2 separate regions of the Zea mays genome follow, and region 1 is linked to region 2. Evidence: chromatin contacts called from public Hi-C data. All regions are on one chromosome and are shown on one strand. Each heading gives the region's core, a stretch centred on a gene start, on an enhancer-like site or on the middle of the called end of the contact. The rest is flanking DNA. Distances are from core to core; before and after follow the strand shown.

Region 1 (5,240 bases), core at 498-2,997, 140 kb before region 2:
GCCGCGCCCGCTCGTCCTCCTCGCCGTCGGCGCCCGCCAGCCTCGCCGGCGCGGCCCGCGGGAGCGAGTAGGTCTCGCGGAGGAACGCGGTGAACTCCGGCATGGAGTGGCCCAGCGGCTCCCGCGCCGGGTCGATGCTGAACTCCTTGTGCATGCGGATGCCCACCACCGCGCCCGGGAAGCAGCGCACGCGGTCGTCCCGGTCCATGTCCACGATGTCGTGCCGCGACAGCCGCCGCAGGATGGCCCGGTACTTGCCCACGTACCACGGCTGGATGTTCTCCACCACCAGCTGCACCTCGCCCTCGAACCGCGCCGCCTGGAGGTAGAGCGGGATCATGATGTCGCTGAAGTCGTGCCAGTAGTTGCCAGTCAGTCCGCCCATGGCCAGCACCATCGCCGGCACGGGGGACCGCACGTCGCACGCCGGCGCGTCGGCGCTGGACGCCAGCTCGCGCACCGTCACCTCCTTGATCCCGCCCTGGTGCTTCCGGGAGTAGGGGCGGACGCGCCACTCCTGCGGGTTCGGGTTGCCGCCGCTCTCGATGGACGGCGCGATCAGCACGGTGCCCGCCGACCCGTGGATCCGCACGTCGCCGTCGATGTCGCACACGTCGGACGCCCACGGGCCCTGGATGTCGCACGCCGGCTTCTTGGCCGGAGCACTCTCCGTGGCGACGCCATCGCCGCCGCTGATACCACTGCTCCTACCATCATCGTCTGCAGGATTGGATGCTTTCAGACAGAAGCAATGAATATGAAACTAACACGTCTCTGCTCTGCACACGGCCACTTTCGGTTCTAAAATAAAAAGTAGACGAGTTCGAGACTGATCGCAAAGCAAAAGCATACAGAATAAGCTCGTGTGCTAGCTTTCTTTTTCTTTGTCACGATTGATGATGAGGATGAAAAGAAGGGGGGTGTGGATTTGCAAAGTACCAGGGACAGGCTTCTTCTGGTCCTCATCTGTTTCAGCATGGGGCCCTTCAACATCAACGCGTGGCGGCTTCTCTTCCTTCGGAGGCTTCTCCTCCGGTGCAACCTCTGGCTTGGGTGGCTTCTCCTCTGCTCATGGTAAGAAAAACAGACGTGGTATTTTTAAAAAAATGATAAATTTTGCTGAATTCTCATCACCAAATTAACGTGCTCTGATTATTCGTTGACAGGAAGGAAGGAAAGACAAGGCGGGGCCGGGTAGAGGCTGATTTTACCTATGGCAGGAGGCTGCTGCCTCTTCTCTTCGACGGCCGAGGTGATCGGCGACCTCGTGGTGTGCGCGTGGCCCGGCGATGTCCTCCGAACAGCTGCGCACGTCAGCTCAATTCCCATCAGTTTCCGCAGGAAATAACTTGCTCAAACTGGAATGGTGTTTTAATTATTGAGCCCCAGCCTCCTATGGATTTTCTGCTGGAACCAAACCCATGTCAGACTCAGAGCAATTGAACTCACCGTTGGGCGCCGTGATCGCGAACTGCTCGGAGACGGTGAAGTAGGTGAGGAGCACGAGGAAGAAGCCGAGCAGGAAGCCAACGCCGAGGTACTTCTGCGCGGCGCCCTTCACGTTCCTGATGACCTTCCCCGGGTCGCCGCCCATCTTCCGTCGTCGTCGTCGTCGTCGTCTCCGGCGAGCGCGTGAACCCCTGGCTCCCTCTCCCCTTTCAGCTTACTCGCTGGCTTCCTCCCCCGCGCCGTGATGATAGAGAGATATGGAGGCCTCGCCGCCGCGTGTGCAGCAGGTCTCCCCGGGACACCTTAGCTACGCGGACACGGGAGGAGAACCTTCCGAGAACTCTCTTCAATGGACCGGTTCTTGGTGGTGCGTGATGAGTTTTATGGGCGGGCGACTACGGCTGCTGGCAGCTGGCCCGAGGGGAAGACCGAGCCAAACGCCGCTCTCCCTCGTGATGGCTATGTTTTAGAAATTATGCTTAGGTCACGTTTCGATCCGCCCAGTAAACTATTAGCTGGGAAAAAATAGCTAATTGTTAGCTAGGTGATACTCCCTCTGTTCTATGATATAATGTGTAACAACTTTTTATTCTTGTCCCACAATATAAGTCATGCTCTCTTTATCTGTATGTATACGATACAGTGGTATATAAAGAATTAAATATATTTCTTAATCTTTGAATCAGAGATGGTTATGCCTTATATACTGGAACGAAGAAAGTAGACGAGAACTTATTAGCTGGTTTATTAGTTAAGGGTCATCTAATTCTTAATAGCTAATTGTTAGCTGTATGTGGTCTAAACTGAATTTTAGGCATATAATCACAAGCATTATTGTCGGGGATCATAATTAGGGGTACCCTCAATGCTCCTAATTCTCAGCTGGTAACCACCATCAGCATAAAGCTGCAAAGGCCTGATGGGTTCGATTAAGTCAGGGACCAGTCCATTCGAGGGACTCGATCACGCCTCGCCCGAGCCCAGCCTCGGACAAGGGCAGCCGACCCCGGAGGATCTCCGCCTCGCCCGAGGCCTCCCTCCAGCGGCGAACATATTTCCGGCTCGCCCGAGGCCCTGTCTTCGCCAAGAAGCAACCCTGACCAAATCGCCGCACTGACCGGCCAAATCGCAGGAGCATTTAATGCAAAGGTGGCCTGACACCTTTACCCTGACGCGCGCCCCTCAGCCGACAGAGCCGAAGTGACCGCCGTCACTTCGCCGCTCCACTGACCGGTCTGACAGAAAGACAGCGCCGCCTGCGCCGCTCCGACTGCGGTGCCACATGGCAGAGTGAGGCTGACAGGCAGTCAGGCCCAGCCGCGCGCACCATAGGAAGCTCCGCTCCGCCCGACCCAGGGCTTGGACTCGGGCTAAGCCCCGGAAGACGGCGAACTCCGCTCCGCCCGACCCAGGGCTCGGACTCGGGCTAAGCCCCGGAAGACGGCGAACTCCGCTCCGCCCGACCCAGGGCTCGGACTCGGGCTAAGCCCCGGAAGACGGCGAACTCCGCTTCACCCGACCCCAGGACTCAAATTCCGCCCTGGCCTCAGCCAACAGCCTCCGCCTCGCCCGACCTAGGTGCTCGGACTCGACCTCGGCCACGGAAGACGGACTCGACCTCGACCTCGGAGGAGCCTCCACATCGCCCCAACCTAGGGCGCAGGCCGGCCACGTCAACAGGAGGCGCCATCATTACCCTACTCCGAGCTGACTCAGGCTATGGGAAACAAGACCGGCGTCCCATCTGGCTCGCTCCGCCAGATAGGCAATGATGACGCCCCGCACGCTCCTTGATGATGGCGGCTCTCGGCCCCCTTACGGAAGCAAGAGGACGTCAGCAAGGACTCGACGGCCCCAACAGCTGTCTCTCTGCCAGGCTCCAGCGCTCCTCCGACGGCCACGACATCACACAAACTGGGCGCCAAAATCTCTCCGGCCGCCACGATGGCGTGTACTTAGGGCGCTAGCTCTCCTCCGCTAGACACGTAGCACTCTGCTACACCCCCATTGTACACCTGGATCCCCTCCTTACGCCTATAAAAGGAAGGACCAGGGCCCTCTTAGAGAGGGTTGGCCGCGCAGGGACGAGGACGAGACAGGCGCTCGCGTGAGGCCGCTCGCTCCCTCCCCCGTGTGGACGCTTGTAACCCCCTACTGCAAGCGCACCCGACCTGGGCGCGGGACGAACACGAAGGCCGCGAGATTTCCACCTCTCTCTCGCCCATCTCCGGCCACCTCACTTTCCCCCCTTCGCGTTTCGCCTCGCGTCGACCCATCTGGGCTGGGGCACGCGGCGACACTTCACTCGTCTGCTCAGGGACCCCCCGGTCTCGAAACGCCGACAGTTGGCGCGCTAGGTAGGGGACTGCTGCGTGTTGACGAACAGCTTCCCGTCAAGCTCCAGATGGGTAGTCTCCAGCAACCTCTCCGGCCCGAGACGGTGCTCCGTTTCGGGAGCCTTGAGTTCATGTCCCTCGACGGCAGCTACGACATGATACTCTTTCCACCGCCGGGCGACAGCGACAATGGCGGCCGACAGTCCGCCTGCAGGCGGCGGGATCGACGACGTCTTCCCCTCGTGGTGGAAGAACAACCGTCGAGCTCGCCCCGTCCTCTTCCCCGCCGACGGAGGAGGAGGCGGGGCAACCAAGGCCAAGCAAGAGGCGGCGCCTCGTCGGCCGTCGAGCGAGTCGACAACGCCAGCACTCCAACGGAGGGCGCGCCGGGCATCGACCTCACGCTTGAGACGAAGACGAGCGCTGTCTCCCCGCGACACGCCAATCCCGAGCAAACGGACGACGCCAGCACGCTCGCGAAAGGCTTGCTGGGTGTCGCCCTCGTACCTGAGACGACGGTGCAGTCAGTCCCCGATGTGACTTCATCACCGCCCGTCGACCAAGAGGTACCGACCGGTTCCCATCCCATGCCTTTCGGATTCAGCCTCGACCCGCCTAGCGGCTCCGCTTTGGCGGACGCTCTCGCAGAGGCAAATCCGAACCCTCTGGGGTTTCGTATGCGGTCACCTTGGGACCGGCTGACGGACGTCTCAACCTACGGGCCCTCTGGGTCCAAGGAAGACGACGAGCCCAGCTGCTGTTGGGATTTCTCCGGACTTGGCAACCCCAGTGCCATGCAGGACTTCATGACCGCATGCGACTACTGCCTTTCCGACTTTTCCGACGGTAGTCGTAGCCTCGGCGACGAGGACTGTGGCCCGAGCCGCGAATGTTTCCACGTCGATCTAGGGGGTCCCTCCGAAGGCAACCATCTCGGTATGCCGGAGGACGGTGATCTCCCTAGGCCGGTGCCTCGCGTTGACATCCCACGAGAGCTAGCTGTGGTCCCCGTTCCGGGGGGGGGGTCACGACCCACAGCTTGAGCAAATCCGCGGGGTGCAGGCCAGGCTCGACGAGGGAGCAGGAGCGCTTGAGCCAGTCCGCCGAGACGTCGGGAAGGCATGGGCGGGCCAACCTCTGGCCGGAGAAATGTGTCATCTACCCTAGGGCTTCCAGCACCGCATCGCCGACGATGTCAGGGTCAGGCCGCCACCCGCATCCAGTGGGGTCGGCCAGAACCTAGCTGTAGCAGCAATGCTCCTCCACGCGATGCCGGAGTCATCAACCACCGAGGGGCGGCGAATCCAGGGAGAGCTCAAGGATCTCCTGGAAGGCGCCGCGGTCCGGCGGGCCAAGAGCTCCGCCTCCCGAAGGCAGGGGTACCCCTCGGAACATCATGCCGCGACTTCCCGATTCATGCGGGAAGCCTCGGTCTACACCGGGCGCACGCGCAAC
Region 2 (4,917 bases), core at 453-2,952:
TGGTTAGCTTTATGCTATTGCTTTACTTTAATCAATGAACATGATGCGAATATTATGATACAATGATGTTATCCCGATGATGTTCTTGTGATACTTTAGGGGACTCAGGTTGTTTCCTGAGTACCTCTCCGTAAGGACTTGTTTGGGGAGTGACAACCCGGAATAACAGTACAACCATGAGGGTGGAATGGGACTCCCTTAGCTAATTAATTAGAGGAACCAGAGGAGTAGTTGGCTTCGTCGTAGGGCCGTCAATGGGGTCCGAGCACAGTACTTGCTCTGCCGAGGCTGGTTGCAGAGGTTCTCGATTTGGTTTTGTTAGTCACCCTTCCTTTGGGGAGATGTACTGTGTTTATCAAACTGGAGAAACCTAACGGGCGACTATGACCTCTGGGAAATCTTTGTAAAGGCTACGTAGTGATACCCTCCTAGGTCACCTTGGTAGTGATCAATGGGGAGGCTAGAACCCTGGGCAGAAAGGGAATCACGACTTGTGGGTAAAGTGTGCAACCTCTGCAGAGTGTTAGAAACTGGTATATCAGTCGTGCTCACGGTTAAGAGCGGCCTTGGGATCCTCTTTGATTAGAAGAACTTTGATTACTTTTATGATGATGGTTAGCAATGATGGTTATAATTTTGATCTCTAGTATTTCCTCTTGGAGGGAGTGCTTCTGGGTAATAACTGGGTTTATTATTAAAATTCGGTTCTACTTATAGTAATAAAAACATGACCAGCTAAAAGCAACAACTTAACCTTAACTCCACATACAGCTAGTCCACTTTAGCCAAACGGGACATTTGTTGAGTACGTTGATGTGTACTTGCCCTTGCTTTACAAACCACCCCACCCTAGGTTGTCCCCACTGTACTCAGTGCTCAAGAGGAGATGCTGGCAGCATGGATGTAAGGCCCAAAAATCTGTATAAGAAAAAAATAAAATAAATACAGGAAGGAATGAAATAGCAAACTCATATATCTCAAATTATACTTGAGTACTGAAAATCGAGGACTCAATTTTGAAAACCAAGAATCATTTTAGAAAAGTAGTAATAGAAAAGTTTCCTATTCAACTAAATGAATATACATTGCATTAAATGATGCACCATAAGCATTTATTTACATGAATATCTAATTTTGAAGTAACTTTTACTTCTCATTCCAGATTCATAGTACTATTTTTTAATGGAAAGAAAACAAAATGAGTGTTTCCCATATTTCAAACATCTATCAAACAAGTAAATCAATTAAAATAAATATATATCTATTGCTCCATAATTGAATTTGAAGTATGTATTAAATTGGAATTAGAATTTTGTAATAATATGGGAATAGAATAATGAGATGAGAATTTGGGTTTTAACCCAAAGGAGCAAATTTAGAATTTGAGAAAAGAGAAGAAAATATTAAACAAAATAAATAAATAAATAAATTTTCGCCATAATAGTAGGTTCAAATTTTACTGTTAAAGATGAGTTTAAATTCACAAATGAGTGGAATTCAAATTTGAGATTTAAATTTGAAAGGGAAGAGAGAAGAAAAGAAATAAAATAAGAAAAAGAAAAGAGAGAGAAAAAAAAAGAAAGAGCTAGCTGGGCCATAATCCTCACTACTAGGCCCAAATTGGGCGACCCACTCACCCGCGTGGCCCATCAACACCCTGGTCGCGGCGCCGACAGGTGGCCCCGCCTTGTCAGCCACTCCACGCACGCACAGTCTTCACTGACATTTGGGGCCCGCAAACCAGCCTCCGCGCGCGCGCCCATTTCACTGGCTGGTGGGCTCTTCACGTCAGCTCTACCATTTTCCCCCTTTCTTCGCTGCACTGCTCGGATATGCTCGGCCCTGGCGCACGTCGCGGGATCCATTGGAGCCACCCACGACCGACCTCTAGTCTCGGCTTGCCTGAGCCCCACACGCACGGACTGCTGGTCGGACCCATTTGTCTGTCGCCTCAATCGAGCTGCGACTTCGCCTCAACGTAATACCGGCCATGGCGGAAGTACGCCGTGAACCCCGCAGCGCATGGCGTGACCTCGTCAGCCACGATCCTATATGTTGCGCCGCATTCTTTCCTTTCCTTCTTACCTTCTCCAGCGTGCAAAGACCAGCGCCCAGACCCGACCTCCATAGACGTCGTGAAAAGAAAAACATAAGTCCCCGCCGCCGCTGCGAGGATTGAGATTAGGGGCGACTCTGCCCCTGAACCGTACCTCGGGGGGGGGCTCACTGGAGGTTGGCGAAGCTGGGGATGGAAGCAATCACGCTAGTGATATCCGGTTGCGGTTGAATTCCTCGCCGGAGTACAAGCGCAGCCGCGGATCCGCTCTCCTCCGTGGGCAGGCTCGCAACCTCTTCAATCGCCGGTGAGACCCCTCTCTGCAGTTTCGCCATCTTCCCCTCTCAGTGTAGTAGTGATCAATTTCTAGATGGGGCGGTTTGGAACCATATTTCGTGCTCGCCGGCGAACCGGCCACCGCGGGGAGCTGAGCTCCGTCGCCGGGGCGCTGTCGGGTTAGGGTAAAAGAGCCTGGGCGTCGGATTGGGAACGTGCGGTCTGGATCGGATCTTAGCGTACCAGTTCACTGGGTTGATCTAGAGCGTTGGCGGTTGATCGGACAAATCGGGTGATGGGGTGATGAGCACCGTCGGATCTGGATCCGAGGAACCACACTACGTACCGATTCATTAAGTGAGTAGATCTAATCCTGTTCGCACGATTTGAATCCAGCGGCCTAGAACTCACCATACCCATTCAGCTGGCTAGCTTTATAAAATAGCCCCTGTCCTTTTATCAAATCAACCCGCGGATGTGCTTTGAGTCTTGCGGATTCTTGCGCCAGAGACCCTACCTTTTCTAGTATTTGACGCCCAGTCCAGAAAATTAGAAATTCAGTAAAAATGATTAGAAAATGATTTTTATGTGAAAATAAATACTAGAATGTGTTTAATTCATAGAAAATGCATACTTGGTCCAAATTTATTCATTCCAGTTCCTATAATTTTATAATAATGTTGTTTATCACATAGTGTCTCTGCTTTGACATGAAAACCATATTAAAATATATCTCTTAATTAATCTTGTATCGAATACTTAAAACCTTTAGAAAACCATAACTCTTTCATTTTGATTCCGAATTGACTCGTTCCAGTTGTGTTAGTCTCGTATAAATATTTACTATGAAATAACAACATTTATTATACCATGTATCATTATTTTATAATCATATCTGTATTTAACTGATGTTGGTTAGTCTGGTTAAACTGCTTATAAACTACTGGAATATGATCTATGGTTAATTTATAACTTAGATTAAAGTTGAGATAATTATTCATAGAATAACCTCTTATATGATTTATATTAACCAATTTATGATATAGTTTAACATTTTAATCACATAAATCCTCTATAAAATCATAACTCCTTACCAGTAACTCCGATCGTAGTAGTTCTCGAGCCCGCGATCTCGTAGCGACGCGTAGATTGTTATGATTTAGTTTGTACTTATGTTTGGTGTGATGTTAATTTTATCTATACCATGTTTGTTTGTATTGCTACGACTAGCGCGAGGTTTCGAGGATCTGAAGAATCACCCTGGTAACTGGAATCTCAAGTGCCAGACAAGTTGTGCCCTTGATCCACTTTTGTTACCCAATAATGTTCTTTATTATCACTTATTCATGCATAGGTTTAATTTTGATGGGACCTAATAGGTCACCCTAGTCTTTTATCATGTTTACCTTGTTTACCTCTGATTCACTTGGGTAGTTATGCTATTGCATTATGTGGTTTCGGGATAATATTTCATTACATCCATGTTCCAATTATTCTGTTATGTTATTTATGTTCATGAAAAGATCATTATGTTATTTGGAACATGGAGCGACCACCCGGGAAAACAGTGCTACCACAAGGGTTTAATGGGACGTCCTTGGCTGATTAATTAGGAAAGCTAGTGGATGACTACCTTACCCGAAAGGGCAAGGGCAGTAGGGGAGTGGTTAGTGTAGGGAGTTCCTTGGGTTGATTATGCTGCGATGGCGGTCAGGCGAGGGATTCCTGCACTGAAGCTTCCTATAATCTGTAGCGGGTTTTCTGAAGCTAGTGGAACTTTGTAAAGGCCTCATAGTCTTACCCTGCCTCGCCTCCTTGGTAGAGGTGTATGGGATTCATGACCCCTTGGCAGATGGGTAACATGACTTGTGGGTAAAGATGCGCAACCTCTGCAGAGTATAAAATTGGTATACTAGCTATGCTCACGGTCATGAGCGGCTCGGACCCTCACATGATTAATCTATGGAATTAAAACTCAATTTGTCATTTGCATTTGCATGGGATTATTTATTAATTTTGTTCTATTATTTATTATGGTTTGGTATTTAATTACATTTAGTAATTGCTAATAAAATTTGACCAACTTATTAAAAGCAATGCTCAGCTTTAACCCCTATTGTTGATCAGCTTTACACATCACATGAACTCCCACCTTTGGTGAGTTCATGCCACATTATTCTGCACAGCTTGTTGAGCTATGAACGTATGTGAGCTCACCCTTGCTGTCTCACACCCTCCCCCCACAGGAGAAGAACAGGTGGTTCAGGAGGAGTCGCTTAATGAGGAGTTCGATTCGATATAGGTGGCGTCTCCCAGTTGACTTTCTGGCGCCAAGGATAGATTTTAGATCCTGCTATATTCATCTTTTATTTTGTAAGACTCCCACTATGTGATAAGTACTCTGATTATATTGAGACATTTATCTCTATACACTCTGTTATTATATATGTTGTCTTCTTTGGCGCATGTATGAGATGCACCCGGCTTTGTCCCTTAAAGCCCGGGGTGTTACAATGGAGGACTTTGAGGAGTTCCAGGACTACAATGAGTTCTAGTTTATCTTAGTGGCAAACCCCCAGTCAGCT

Evidence for each region. A called contact is a pair of places that touch in the nucleus more often than the background predicts.
Region 1: a Hi-C map of endosperm shows a contact between it and region 2, with 4 times the contacts expected there. The contact joins the promoter of LOC100272910 here to the enhancer-like site in region 2. A contact is called at or near these places in 4 of 25 Hi-C or Micro-C datasets (ear, endosperm and leaf).

Annotation. Positions count from the first base shown.
Region 1 is chr3:26,307,223-26,312,462 of Zm-B73-REFERENCE-NAM-5.0, reverse strand. It overlaps LOC100272910 (Glycosyltransferase family 61 protein), which reads right to left and starts at 1,747. Exons shown (of 4, transcript NM_001147362.1): 1 at 1,450-1,747; 2 at 1,212-1,304; 3 at 940-1,065; 4 at 1-720. The coding sequence starts at 1,594.
Region 2 is chr3:26,165,951-26,170,867 of Zm-B73-REFERENCE-NAM-5.0, reverse strand. No RefSeq gene overlaps it. Among protein-coding and RNA genes, the nearest start is that of LOC100191394, 23 kb to the right of the region's middle. Within about 2 kb of position 1,702, at least 18 of the 20 cell types and tissues checked have an H3K27ac peak or open chromatin away from gene starts, as enhancers often do. A contact at or near this core is called in ear, endosperm and leaf, where this site is marked.